Regions from separate parts of the Callithrix jacchus genome. Here region 1 is linked to region 2. A link is a contact called in public Hi-C data. All regions are on one chromosome and are shown on one strand. Each heading gives the region's core, a stretch centred on a gene start, on an enhancer-like site or on the middle of the called end of the contact. The rest is flanking DNA. Distances are from core to core; before and after follow the strand shown.

Evidence for each region. Hi-C and Micro-C count contacts between places; a contact is called where the count stands out from the background.
Region 1: a Hi-C map of skeletal muscle shows a contact between it and region 2, with 4 times the contacts expected there. The contact joins the enhancer-like site here to the promoter of ACTR1A in region 2. A contact is called at or near these places in 2 of 3 Hi-C or Micro-C datasets (both in skeletal muscle).

Annotation. Positions count from the first base shown.
Region 1 is chr12:95,576,051-95,582,542 of calJac240_pri, reverse strand. SUFU (SUFU negative regulator of hedgehog signaling) reads right to left here. Exons shown (of 12, transcript XM_035268939.3): 4 at 1,288-1,430; 5 at 294-379; 6 at 1-22. It also overlaps the pseudogene LOC118146510. Among named protein-coding and RNA genes, the nearest start is that of TRIM8, 53 kb to the left of the region's middle. Within about 2 kb of position 1,897, at least 4 of the 16 cell types and tissues checked have an H3K27ac peak or open chromatin away from gene starts, as enhancers often do. A contact at or near this core is called in skeletal muscle, where this site is marked.
Region 2 is chr12:95,493,017-95,499,609 of calJac240_pri, reverse strand. It overlaps ACTR1A (actin related protein 1A), which reads left to right and starts at 2,999. Exons shown (of 11, transcript XM_078346396.1): 1 at 2,999-3,110. SUFU (SUFU negative regulator of hedgehog signaling) reads right to left here and starts at 3,392. Exons shown (of 12, transcript XM_035268939.3): 1 at 2,725-3,392. The coding sequence starts at 2,732.

The DNA.
Region 1 (6,492 bases), core at 648-3,147, 84 kb before region 2:
TATCAGCCAGGGGCCTCCAGCGCTGTGGACAAGGAAAGGGGATACGATGGTAACTGAGGGTCTGGGGCTGATGGGCTGGGCCTACAGCCTAACCTGTTTGCTGCCCCAGGCCCAGGACACAGGGGAATAGTTTGTGGTAAGGGATTATCAGGGAGTGAGTTGTCAGAAAGCCCTGATATGAAAAACCAGGGCCTGAAATAACAATGCAAAAGGGAGCCCCACATGGAGGGTGACAGATGGACTCCCACCCCCAGGCCCAGGGAGCCAGGCTCCCACCTTGCATGGGTACTCACACAGGTACTGTCCGCAGCAGCTCCAGGATGCCCTGCCCATTCCACTGCTGGGCTGAGTGTAGCTCCTCAGTGCAGACACCAACGATCTAAGGCCCAGGATAGAAAGCCACTGTGTGTTAATGGCTGGCCCCCATCCCAAGAAGGTCAGCTACTCAGGTTCTCTGAGTCACCTCTAGTTGGGAGATCACAAACAGGATCTGTGCTCAGGAGCTGGTGCATCAAAGATGGGATGGTTCCCTTAGGAGGGAGTGGCTCCCTGGCTGGGAAATGGCTGGGTCCACAGGCAGGCCCTGAGGCCTGACCCTTGCCCTTGCTGTGTCTGAGTGACACCAAGTCTAGCTCTCGGCTGCAGAGAAAACCAAGGCCTGAGCAACTCAAGATGGGTCCTCAGGCCATGCCTCTGGAAGTAGGGGAGGTTCAGGGAGCTGTTCCTACCCAGTCTGGTATCATGGGGAATGTAAACAAGAGACTTTGAGACCTATCAGTCTTGGAACCGTCACCAATAGGTTCTAGCACTTGCAGAGAAACTCCTCCCTTCCTTCTTAGGGGCTAGGCCTTGGTGTAAATATCAAGGGAACCAGTGGAACCTTCACACAGACTTCATCGTGACCGAAAAGAAGCACTGGTCAAAGCTGGGCAGGTTCCCACAGCTTCTGAGAAACAGCAAGTACGACCCAGAGCTGGCTTCCTGCTGTAAAGTCCTGCTGTAAAGACTGAGTCTTCACTGTTCACAGAATACCTCCCACCCCCCGTTACTCCCTCAGCTACAGCCATTATATTCCACCCAAATGGCTTCCTCCCCTCCCCGCTTCTCCCATCTCAGCAGGTTAAATCGGACCATCTAAATCTACCTGCTAAACCATCAGAGGAAACAGAAATCAAGAGGAGGCCAAAGGAAACCTCTCCTCCCTTCACTCTCCCTCTTCAAGCACCCCTGTCCTGCCAGGACCTTTCCCATGGGAAGGCTTGAGCCAAAGTCCAACCTGTGCCTTACCTGGAGGAAGGTGACTAACCCAAAGGGTGTCTGTACGGGCTGCATCTGTGGGTCCTCTGTCAGCAGCATGTGCTGAATTCTTGACTCACTGTTATCCAAAGGGCTGTGCCAGGACACATGGTCCCCACTGCAGAAGGTGTTCTCTGTGGGAGAGACACAAGGATCCTCAGTGTTGGAGGTCCCACATCCAGGCCTGGAATGTGGCTTGGGATCTCACTAGCCCAAGCTGGGAGGATTCCCAGCCTCTTAGGGTAGCCTCTGTGAAGGAAGAGAAGCATTCACTCCGGGTGGATGGAAGCAAAGAGTTTGTGGATATTTCCAAAAACCCAAATTGTTCCTGCTTGCCAATTCTGTCAGCCTTAAACGGAAAAGGACAGGCTATTAGTGTGGAAGCTCCCTTGGCCTGGGAAGCCCAAAAAACTTCTGGCATCTGCTTCACTTCCCCAACACCCCGATTCATGGTGGGAGGCAGGAGCCATGGTTGGATCTGCCAAGAAAGAATAAAGTGCTTTTCTGTGGGGGCACCTGGCCAGAAGTCCACAGGGAGGCAACAGGGTAATGAAAGCCCTTTGCCTTGGAAAAACAGACCAGGATTTCTGTGTTGCTGAAACCGGGCTCAGAAGGAAACATCCAACCTTGGAGGGCCTTCGAGGTCTCTCACCAGTTTCCTACAGGTAGACGTAGGAATTCCTGAGGAACACCAGGCTTCAAGTAAATGGAGGTCTATATAGTGCCTCCCACACCGAGACAAATCGTGAGGGTCCTCAGGCCATGTCTCTGAGATGTTCAGATTCTGCCAAGGGGTAGCTATTGGCATGAGGGCACAGCCTACTCACAGGCACACCACTGCATGTCACACATGCCCATTACTTTAGAAAGCGTTTTGTTTAAGGTCACATAACCACAAGGTAAAACAACTCCATGGGCTATTAAGTCTCCCATCAGCTCTGACTCACATTGTGGGTGCCAAGGTGCTCTGCATTACCAGCCTATGTGTTCACAGGCTGCCATCCATGTTTTGTTCTTACACAAATGGAAGCACACTATTCTGCAGATTTTACTTAATTACATATTTTAGAGATTACTTCTTTTTTAAAAAAAATATGGAATGCTTCATGAATCTGCATGTCATCCCTGCACAAGGGCCATGCTAATCTTTGTATTGTTCCAAATTTAGTATATGTGCTGCTGAAGCAAGCATGAGCTCACTTCTTACCAGCACATACAGAGCTGTCTCATTCTTTAAATGGCTATTCCAGAGTTCACTGTGGTCTGTCATTCATGATCTTGGAATCTCAACAGTTGAGGTACCTTCACTTTTTATCAATATTTAAGGTAAGGCAGAACACACACACACACACACACACACACAAATCTTTTCCATCCAAGATACAGCTCAAGTTATTGATTCTAACCTCAGTGGTGTTCATTCAGGCAAAAGAAGGAAGACTACTTCCTCTGAGATGTGAAAATACAGGGGAGAGGAGAAAGCACAGCTCCAGGTAGAGCCAACTGAAAACTCCTATTTCCAAATTCCTGCTAGGCTCACTCTTCCCAGAATCCCTCTCCTTTTATGTAAGTGTGTTTCTACAAGTAGCCTGCATGTTCTAAAAGCAAGAAACAATGCAACAGGTGAAAGGACTGAATAAGTAATTAACTCCCCTAACAACATACACACATACTAACAGTCCAGGACCACCAGATGACTCCACTGGTAAATTCTGCTAAACATTTAAGAATTAATATCAACTGTTCGCAAACTATTCCAAAAAATAAAAGAAGAAATACTTTCTAATTCATTGTATGAAAACAGTATTACTATGATATCAAAAGCAAAGGTAAGACAAGGGGGAAAAAAACCCTATAGGCCAATATACTTTATGCATAGAAAAACAAAATCCTCAACAAAATACCAGCAAACGGAACCCAGCAACATATAGAAAGGGTTATACACAATGACCAAGTAGGATTTATTCCAGAAATGCAAGGTTAGCTATACATAAGGAAATCAATGTAATATATCAACAGAATAGAGGTTATAAAAAAACACTACATGATTATGTCAGTAGACACAGAAAAAGCATTTGACAAGATCCTTTTCATGATAAAAATACTCAGACTTGAAATAGATGGAATTTCCTCATCTTGATAAAGGGCATTGACAAAAAAACCCCACAACTAACATCATCCTTGATTGATGGTGAGTGACTGAATTAATTCCCTCTAAGATCAGGAACACGACAGAGATGCCTACTCTCACCACTTCTATTCAACACTGCATTAGAGTTGGAAGCCGGGACAATTAGGCAAGAAAAAAGAAATAAAAGGCCAGGTGTGGTGGCTCATGCCTGTAATCCCAACACTTTGGGAGGCCAAGGCGGGCAGATCACCTGAGGTCAGGAGTTCAAGACCAGCCTGGGCAACATGGTGAAGCCCCATTTCTACTAAAAATACAAAAACTAGCCAGGTGTGGTGGCATGAGCCTGTAATCCAAGCTACTAGGTAGGCTGAGGTAAGAGAACTGCTTGAACCCAGGAGGTAGAGGTTGCAGTGAGCCAAGATTGTGCCATTGCACTCCAGCCTGTGGACAGAGCAAGACTCGGTTGGAAAAAAAACCAAAGATATACAAATAGCTAATAAGCACATAAAAAGGCCTTCAATGTGACCATCAGAAGAATGCAAATCAAAACCACAATGAGGCCAATCTGGTGGCCTCCCAAGGTGGGAGGATTGCTTGAGGCCAGGAGTTCGAGACCAGCCTGGGCAAACATGGCAAAATCCCATCTCTACAAAAAAATACAAACAACAAAAAAAATTAGCTGGATGTGGTGGCCCACACCTATAGTCCCAGCTACTCAGGATGTTGAGGTGGGAGGATTGTTTGAGCTCTGGTCATACCATTATACTCCAGCCTGGGTAACAGAGTGAGACCCTGTCTGAAAAAAACAAAAGAAAAGAAAAAACGAACAATGAGACACCACCACTTCATACCCACTCGAATGTTTAAAATAAAAATGATAGCAATTGGGCCGGGAGCGGTGGCTCAAGCCTGTAATCCCAGCACTTTGGGAGGCCGAAGTGGGTGGATCACAAGGTCAAGAGATCGAGACCATACTGGTCAACATGGTGAAACCTTATCTCTACTAAAAATGCAAAAAATTAGCTGGGCATGGTGGTGCGTGCCTGTAATCCCAGCTACTCAGGAGGCTGAGGGAGAATTGCCTGAACCCAGGAGGCGGAGGTTGCGGTGAGCCGATATCGCGCCATTGCACTCCACACTGGGTAACAAGAGTGAAACTCCGTCTCAAAAAAACAAAAAAAAGTGATAGCAATTACAAGTATTATCTGGCAATAAAAAGTAATCAATACTAATATATACTACAACACGAACCTTAAAGATATTATGCTAAGTGAAAAAAGCCAGTCATAAAAGACCTTATGTTATATGATTCCTTCCATATGGAATGTCCAGAATAGGCAAATCTATGGAAACAGAGAGATTAGTGGTAGTCTAAGGCTGTGATGTTTGGAGGGAATAGGGAGTGACCAATAGGGTTTTTTTTTTTTTATGGTGACGGTTTCACAACTATCAGTTACATGGTATGTGAATCGTATCTCAATAAATCTGTTATTAAAAAACAGGATATAGCAGGCAAAAGGAAGGAATCTTGGGGCAGAGACAAAGTAAGGGAAGCAAGGCCAAGCCTCTAAATTCCTTGTTCTTACCACCCCAAGCTCAGCAGCCTGGCCTGGGAGAAACCTGACCCATAATGCTGACACATCACAGCACTGTATATGTCTACATGACCTGAACAATCACCTATCAGCATGTTCTTTTCTACAAATGAGAAAAGGATGCTTGAGATTGCACAAGGTCTCACAGGATGTCAGTGATGATGGGCAAGGCCCAACACTTCCCAGACTTTGGGGTCATCCACAACACCCATCAGGATGTTTGCCATATCTGTGTACCATCTGTACCATTACCTACCTGTATTTTTCTCTTAAAATTGATTTTTTTTAACCTAAACAAACTTACTCTGAAAAGATAACTTCATATCACTATACTAAATAAGAAAAATAAATGGAAAATTAGTGTTGCTTACCATTAAGTGGGAAACAATTTGATAACTTCAGGATAATATGATGATAATAAAATGCTATTAATTTCTAGCTGATATTGTTGCCCATTTAACATTGTTTAAAAACTGAAATAAACAAGAGTCAAAGAGCTGTTCAAGATTTAAAGAGTCATATCGAGCTAAGACAAAATCACCAAGACTGAGAGAAAACGAACCAGGGCAGGCATGGCAGTTCATGCCTGTAATTCTAGCATTTTGGGAGGGCCAGAGAGAGGATTGCTTGAGCCCAGGAGTTCGAAACCAGCCTGGGCAACATAGTAAGTTCCCATCTTTAAAAAAAAAAAAAGAGAACTGAAGAGAGAAAAGTGGCTTCACTATTCATGCTACCAGTTACCACTCTTGTGCAGTTACCAGCTGAACTCGCCTGCTGGTTTTGGCAAACCCTGGCATAGTGGTGAACTTTGGAGTTGGGAGGGCCCTGTTTCTATTTGGCTCCATCCCTAACTAGTTGTGACCCTGGGCAGCTTTCCCAAACACAATATCCAAGCCTTTTAGCAGGAAATAGCGTGCCTACTCAGTGTGCTTTCTACTACAGTGTGTTATTACTCGTGTACTGGAATACAGTAGAGATACTCCCACCCAAGTCACCAGAAAACAGAACTGGCCACAGAGCCGGTAGCTACCAGCAAGTGCCCAGTAGGTGGCACCATTGCTCCTGGTTTAAGAAACAAATGGGCCAGTTCCCTGGAGCTTTGCATCCCTATCTGATGTCTAGAAACACATCCCAAACTGGGTGGGGATTTATTTAGGCTAGAAACAGGGAAAAAACTGGAAAGATTTCGAGCCATGACCTTTGACATTTTAACCAGAATTAACATGCTTTAAAAATATTGTGTAAACCCAAACTGTTTAAACCAGAATGACCAAAAAGCACTTTGTGGAGGCTTCGTAACTTGGGAAGGGGCTTAATTTAGGCAGCTGGGAGAGGGGGACTCTAAGGCAAGAAGAGGGAGTTGGTGCTGCTCTAGGACCAACAGGTTCCACCCTGAGCATGTGTGATCATGAGCATATGTGATTTGGCTTTGGCCAAAGGTACTCCTGAGTTAAAGCAGGAAGCAGAAAG
Region 2 (6,593 bases), core at 1,750-4,249:
GCCTCTTGGCATCCTCTGTCCAAGTAGCCAGGAGGAGGTGGGCTGGTCCCCAGGCCCTCCATGCTGTTGGCCTTTTGGCATCCTCCCTTTGACGCCAAAGGCCTGCACAACCTACTGACAACCTTGTCCAGGGGAAATAAGAGATTTTCATGAGGAGGGAGACTTGGTCCTTAAGGGAGAAGTAACCAGCAAAGATATTCACTTGCCCCTTCAGGTCTACCCTTTGGCTACACCCCAAGCAGCTGCCAAATCATGTTTCAGGACTCACTGAAGGAGATCATCTAATACAATGTCTGCATGCATGTAGTCCTGAACAGTTTCAACCAATATCTCAGTTTTTGGTCCAGCGAGACCATGAGGACAGGTTCTTATCCTAGGGTCCCCATAACACCTGTTTTCCCCAAAGGCTGCAGGAAGAAACAGGTTGCAAACAGGAATGGGAAACCACAAAAGACCATTGCTACCCTAAAGCTACTTGAGGGTTATTTTCAACTCCCTAGAAGAACTGCAGGCCATGGCCAGGAAGCTCCTCTTAATGTCCCACTGCACAATTCCTCCCTGCTGGGATCCCAGGGTCTCCATCATTTATTTCCCACTGGAGGTAGGAAGCTGTGGTCCCCTTCAATCGTAAGTCGAACCATACTTCTCTCTGCCTAATGTCCTAAAGCAAAGCAGCTGCAGAGCTAGGAAGAAGCTGTGTAGGGAGGAGAACAGTGTAGAATAAGCAAAAAGTTTATCAGGAAAAGTTGCTCCGTCAAACTTCAAAAGCAAAAGCTTTGCCCTGATGTGACGTCTTGAGCTCATCGGTAAAGTATCAAAAGGAGACCTCTTCCTCATCTCTCCACAAGCACCAGGCCCTCATCTTTGGCCCTCCTAACCCCACAGGAGAGCCCCGGGCTCCCAGCCGCCCCTATCCTAAGCAGTCTCGTGCCCTCTGAGCTTCTCCGGCCTCGTTCCTCCAAAGCCCTCTCAAATGCTCCCCAGGCCCCGCCTCGCCTCCCGCATCCCACTTCAGCCGCCCCCCCTTTGGCTTCCCCTCGCCCACTAATGACCCCCTACAGGCGCCCCCTCTTTTCACCACGTTTACAGTTCCCTCGCTCAAGCCATTCCCCCCTCTGCTCCTACAAACACCCCCAGTCCTCACTATTCTCCTAATCCTGGTTAACCCTTCACTACTCACGGCTCCGTTAACCCCTTTGTCCCCACTCCCAACTTCAGCCTTAACTCCTTCCCTCGCAGCAGGAAGCCCTCCTTCCAGGCGCTTTAACCGTCCTCCTCCCCTCCTCCCTGCCTCCCACAAATTACTTCGCCCTCAGCGCTTTAACCCTTCCCAGCCCGCGCCTGTCCGTCTCCCAGCGGCCCAGGGCATACCAGTACTTCACGATAGCGGTAACCTGGAGCGGGTTTGGCTGGTCAGGGTAAAGGCGGCGGCACTCTCCGTAGATGGCGTGCAGTCCCGGGGGGAAGAGAGAGGCGAAGGCCGGGGGGGCAGTCGGGCCAGGGGCCGGGGGCGCGGTGGGGCCAGGGGCGCCGCTAGGCCGCAGCTCCGCCATCCGGGCGCGTAGGGCAGGCACTGGAGGAACTAGGGAGGGCAGACGAGGGGAGAGCACTGACGGGCCAACGGGTGGACTCGGTGGGTGAGACTCCCCGAGGCGATGGGGGCTGCAGCGAGGTCTAGCTCCGCGCCTGCGCACGGCGCACTGTCCGCCCAGGCTGTCGCCGCCGCTAAGTCTGCCAGAGGGTGCCTCGGGGCGGCGGGGCGCTCAGGAAGGCGGGGCGCCGGCGCGCCCTATCCAAGCACCCATTGGCTAATGTCTGTGCCAGTCACAAGCGGGGAAGGCGTGAGTTGACAATAGACCCCGCCTTCCCTCCCTGTGTTGGGAATATTCCAAGGCTCTTGGTCTCCCCCTAGTGTTAGGAGGAACCCAAATTTAGAGATGTTGAGGCATCCCTCTGAGGTGCTAGGGTCCCACGAAAGCACCGAGAAGTGCGCCAACAAAGGGTTTGTTACTGTTTTGCTGACGCTCTGCTAACTAGGATTTAAATATAAATCTGACAATGGATTGTTTCATTCATCTATGGGGCGTTAGTTTTAACAGATTGTAATAAATCTGTTTTCTAGGGCTATTGGCAAAAAGGTCCCTGCAATTTGAAGGGGGCAGGGGGAGAAAATAATCCGGAGAAAAAAATGCACTGGGCTCATTTGAAAGCAGTGACACATAACCTCTCTTCACTTCCATTTTCTCAGCCGTCAATGTCAATTCTAGCTCCTCAAGAAAATTAAAGAGACACTAGAACAGTTCCTGAAACCCTTAGATAATGTTTTAATGACCAAAAGATTACCTATACCAGTAGTTCCAATTGCCAATCTTCGGATCAAAGTAGCCTGTTACAAAGTTTACACCTATGCAGAAAAAAAGAAAATGCAAAAAGCAACGACAATGTACAGGTTTTTTCATTAAAGCTAATTTTATGCAACTCAAATTGTTTTCCTTTGTTGTAGGAATATGTCCTCTACGTGTGTAACATCTCCTTGTTGTTTGAGTGTGAGGTGCTAGGAGATGTTTATTCGAGTCTTATAGACCCAAATAAAAACATGAGAACCTCACATTGTCTAAGGAAACATTGGGGGGAGTGGCAGTACTGATCTGCAAAATCCAAACATCCATTTATTATGACCAATCCAAAGCGAACTACAGGCAAGTACTCGAGAAGACTACATACCTCAGCATGCACTGCGAACTTCTTCGAAGTAACTACAGATCCAGACAAGCCACGTGACCATCAACCTGTGTCTCTGTCTATTTAATCTAGGGAGACCACAAACCCCAGGGTACTGTGCATCGGAAATGCGACTCCCAGTCTTAAACTAGGCGGTCACCAAAATAAGCGAGACCGCTTACCCAGGCGCAAAGCGTGCTGGGGATTGTAGTTCTTCAGAGGCGAGGTCCGGCCGCTCCCTCGCCGTCCTGAACCGGCGGCTAGACTGCGCATGCGTGTCAGTGGCGCTAACGGCGGACCCGGCTGGCAGTTCCTTCTCCTGAAGGAGAGATTCCTCTGCCATGGAGTCCTACGATGTGATCGCCAACCAGCCTGTCGTCATAGACAACGTGAGTTGCGTCTTTCCTATCTATAGGGGGACTTGGGTTCTCCTCGAAAGGATCGCTTCCCGGGGTTCACCCTGAGCAGCCGGCTCTTTGTCACTGGCCCCGGCCTGTCAGGCGGGTTCAGCCACCGCCGCCTTCTTCCTCCCCTCATCATAGTCTGCAAGCAAGGCGACCAGCCAGCAAAAGTGGGATGGAGAACTCTGGAGTGGATAAAGAAAAGGGTTATAGTCCAAGCCAGTCCTTGGGCCCTTGGCTGTAGGGGCCTTAACCGCTGTGTGAGAGCCTGTCGCCCGCCCTCCTCCGATCGCTCTATTGGCTGCTCTGGCTGTCCATCTTGGCCGGTGATCCCGCCTCTGGGACTAGCCGGATGAGGCTAGGCCTCTGCGGTGATTGGCTCTCGCCCCTGTCGTTCTTTCTGGCCGCCATATTGTTTTCCCCTCTCCAAGGGGCGGGGCAGTGCTCCAGGGTTTTGGGGATTGGCTTCTGGGACTCCGGGTGGTGGGGCCTAACGGCGAGGTCCCGCCTGCGGGTGGAGAAAGGCTAAGTTTTCCTTCTGTCTCAGCCGGCGCGGCGGCTTGGTGGTGTGGATATGGGTGGGGCCCGAGAATCTGGTGCCAGAAACTGCTGTAGGATATTGGCTATTACTGTGATTGTAAATTACAAAGTTGATAAAGGTCAGAAAGAAAGGAGGGTGACAAAGCAAGCAGAGACGTTGTCTTCCTCTTCGGAACGCCTAGTTCTTAGGGAGAAAAAAATTACCAAACTTAATACTTGCCTGGCGCTCTAGCGCTTCCAGGGGGTTTTCACATACATTCGAGTTGGATTTTCACAAAAACTGGACGCATAGTTTAAAAGGAATTTTGATCCTCGTGTTACCGATGAGAAAACTGAAGCGCGAAGACGTAACATGAGCCCAAGGTCACACAGCAGAGGTGCCCTAAATACGGTGTTTTATTCGTCATTCTTTTTGCCAGCACCCCCGCGCAGAAGCATCAATAATGACCAATAGAAAGAGTCTAAATACTGCTCTTCTGTTGAGGGAAAAGGAGAAAATCGTAAAACGACTGCATTTCTGCCTTCGATTCAAAGCTTTGGTCCCACTCAGACTGATCCCTTTCTGTGTTCCTTGTAGGTCAAACCAACAGTTTCCTCTGTCGTAAGCTGACTGTCAGATTCTCTCTGTTGATTCACCTCTTCGGACCTTACACATATTACAATGTTCTTTCCCGTTTAAGCTTCAGCTCTGTTGGGTAGATAGGAATTACTATCCCCAGTATATGCAGGGATGTTAAATAGCAGTATTCAAGCCACCCACCCAGCTTAGGAATTGAGGAGCCAGTCATCAGACTGAGATCCAGTTCCAAGTTGCTCGCTTTTTCCAAGTAAGATGTTTTTGTTGTTTTCGTTACCTTTTCCTTCTCTCCAGGGGTATGGCTTCCTCCTCGAAAGGGGCAGAACTGAGCTCAATGAGACACTTTATTTTTTTCTTTCTTTTTTTTGGAGACAGAGTCTCTGTTGCTGAGTCTGAAATGCAGTGGCGCAATCACAGCTCACTGCAGCCTCAACTTCCTAGTTCAAGTGATCCTCCCCCTTCATCCTCCCAAGTAGCTGGGACTGCAGGCATGCACCACTATACCCAGCTAATTTTTGTAATTTTTTGTAGATGGCATATCACCATGTTGGCCAGGCTGTTGCGATTCTCCCACCTTGGCCTCCCAAAGTGCTGGGACTATAGGCCTGAGCCACCGTGCCTAGCGACACCTCTTTTTCTTTTTTGGTTGGGGGGCGGAGGGGACAGGGTCTCACTTTGTTGCCCAGGGTGGAGTGCAGTGGCGCAATCTCAGCTCTCTGCAGCCTCCACTTCCCAGTTCAAGCGGTCCTCCTGCCACAGCCTTCCAAGTAATTGGGATTACAAATGTGCTCCACCACGCCAGCTAATTTTTGTATTTTTAGTAGAGACGGGGTTTCACCATACTGGCCAGGCTGGTCTCTAACTCCTAACCTCAAATGGTCCACCCGTTTCGGCCTCCTGAAGTGCTGAGATTACAGGCATGAGCCACCATACCCAGCCCAGATATCTCATTTTTGAGAGGATTTTCTTATCTCCCTCACTAGACTATTAAATCCTTGTGGAAAAAGAAGATATTCCCCCACAGGTTTAGTGGTGTTGGAAAAGAAAAAAAAATTTTTTTTATTTAATTTAATTTTTTTTTTTTTTTTTTAGACGGATTTTCACTCTTGTTACCCAGGCTGGAGTGCAATGGCGTGATCTTGGCTCACCACAACCTCCGCCTCCTGGGTTCAGGCAATTCTCCTGCCTCAGTCTCCTGAGTAGCTGGGATTACAGGCACGCACTGCCATGCCCAGCTAATTTTTTGTATTTTTAGTAGAGACGGGGTTTCACCATGTTGACCGGGATGGTCTCGATCTCTTGACTTCGTGATCCACCTGCCTTGGCCTCCCAAAGTGCTTGGATTACAGGCGTGAGCCACCGAGCTCGGCCTTAATTTAAAATTTTTTTAATTTATATTTTTAAAATTACCTATTTTTCTTTTTTAAATTTGAAATTTTTATTTCTTTTTAAAAAGACGGGGTTTCACCATGTTGGTCAAGCTGGTCTTGAACTCCCGACCTCAGGTGATCTGCCCGCCTTGGCCTCCAAAGTGCTCAGATTACAGGCATGAACTACCACGCCCGGCCAAGAAAAAATTTTGATGGGTGATTGGATGAATGACTGATATCTCCATCACAGAAACAAAGATATTCCTAAATAAAGAAAAGATGGGGACTTTCCTCTAGTTAATTACTGCATTACTGCAGAGGATTGAGTAGGACTCTTTGTTCTTGATGTTGATTTTCAGAGAGCACTATGATTTCTGTCTTTAGCCAGCCTCTTTGTGCTTCTTCTGCCTTATTCTTAGTTGTAAAAAAGAAACATATATAGAAATTCGGTTTCCTGTTTTCATCAGCAATGCAGAAGGAACAATCTGTCCATCCCACCAGCTCCTTTGCTTCTTGAATTGCTGGGCAGGAGTTCCATCTCTTGCTATTTTCTTTAACATCACTTACACTAATGCTTCTTAGTTTTTTTCTTTCTCTGTCCTGGTAGTATGTTTGGAAATGAATTACAGCAGTGATACATTTTTAGTTTCAAGATTTAAAGAATTGACTTGTCTCCCCCCCCCCGCCCCCCACCCAGGGAAAACATGGCAATAATTCTGCCGAAAGGTGAATTAAGAGAAACTTAAGTCATTTTCCTATTAGTATTTGCTGAATATCAGCCACATTTTTAGAACGGGGTCTCAGGTAGTTCTTGCTGTTTAACATTTGGGGTGGGGGCTGTTTTGTTTTTATTATTTTCAAGATGGTAGATGTATATAGGAAACATTATTTCAATTGTGTCACTAGCTTTATTAACTCCATAGCTTAACATGTTGCTACACTTTATGGACTAAGGAGAGTGTAATTAAAAGAATGCAGGAGAGA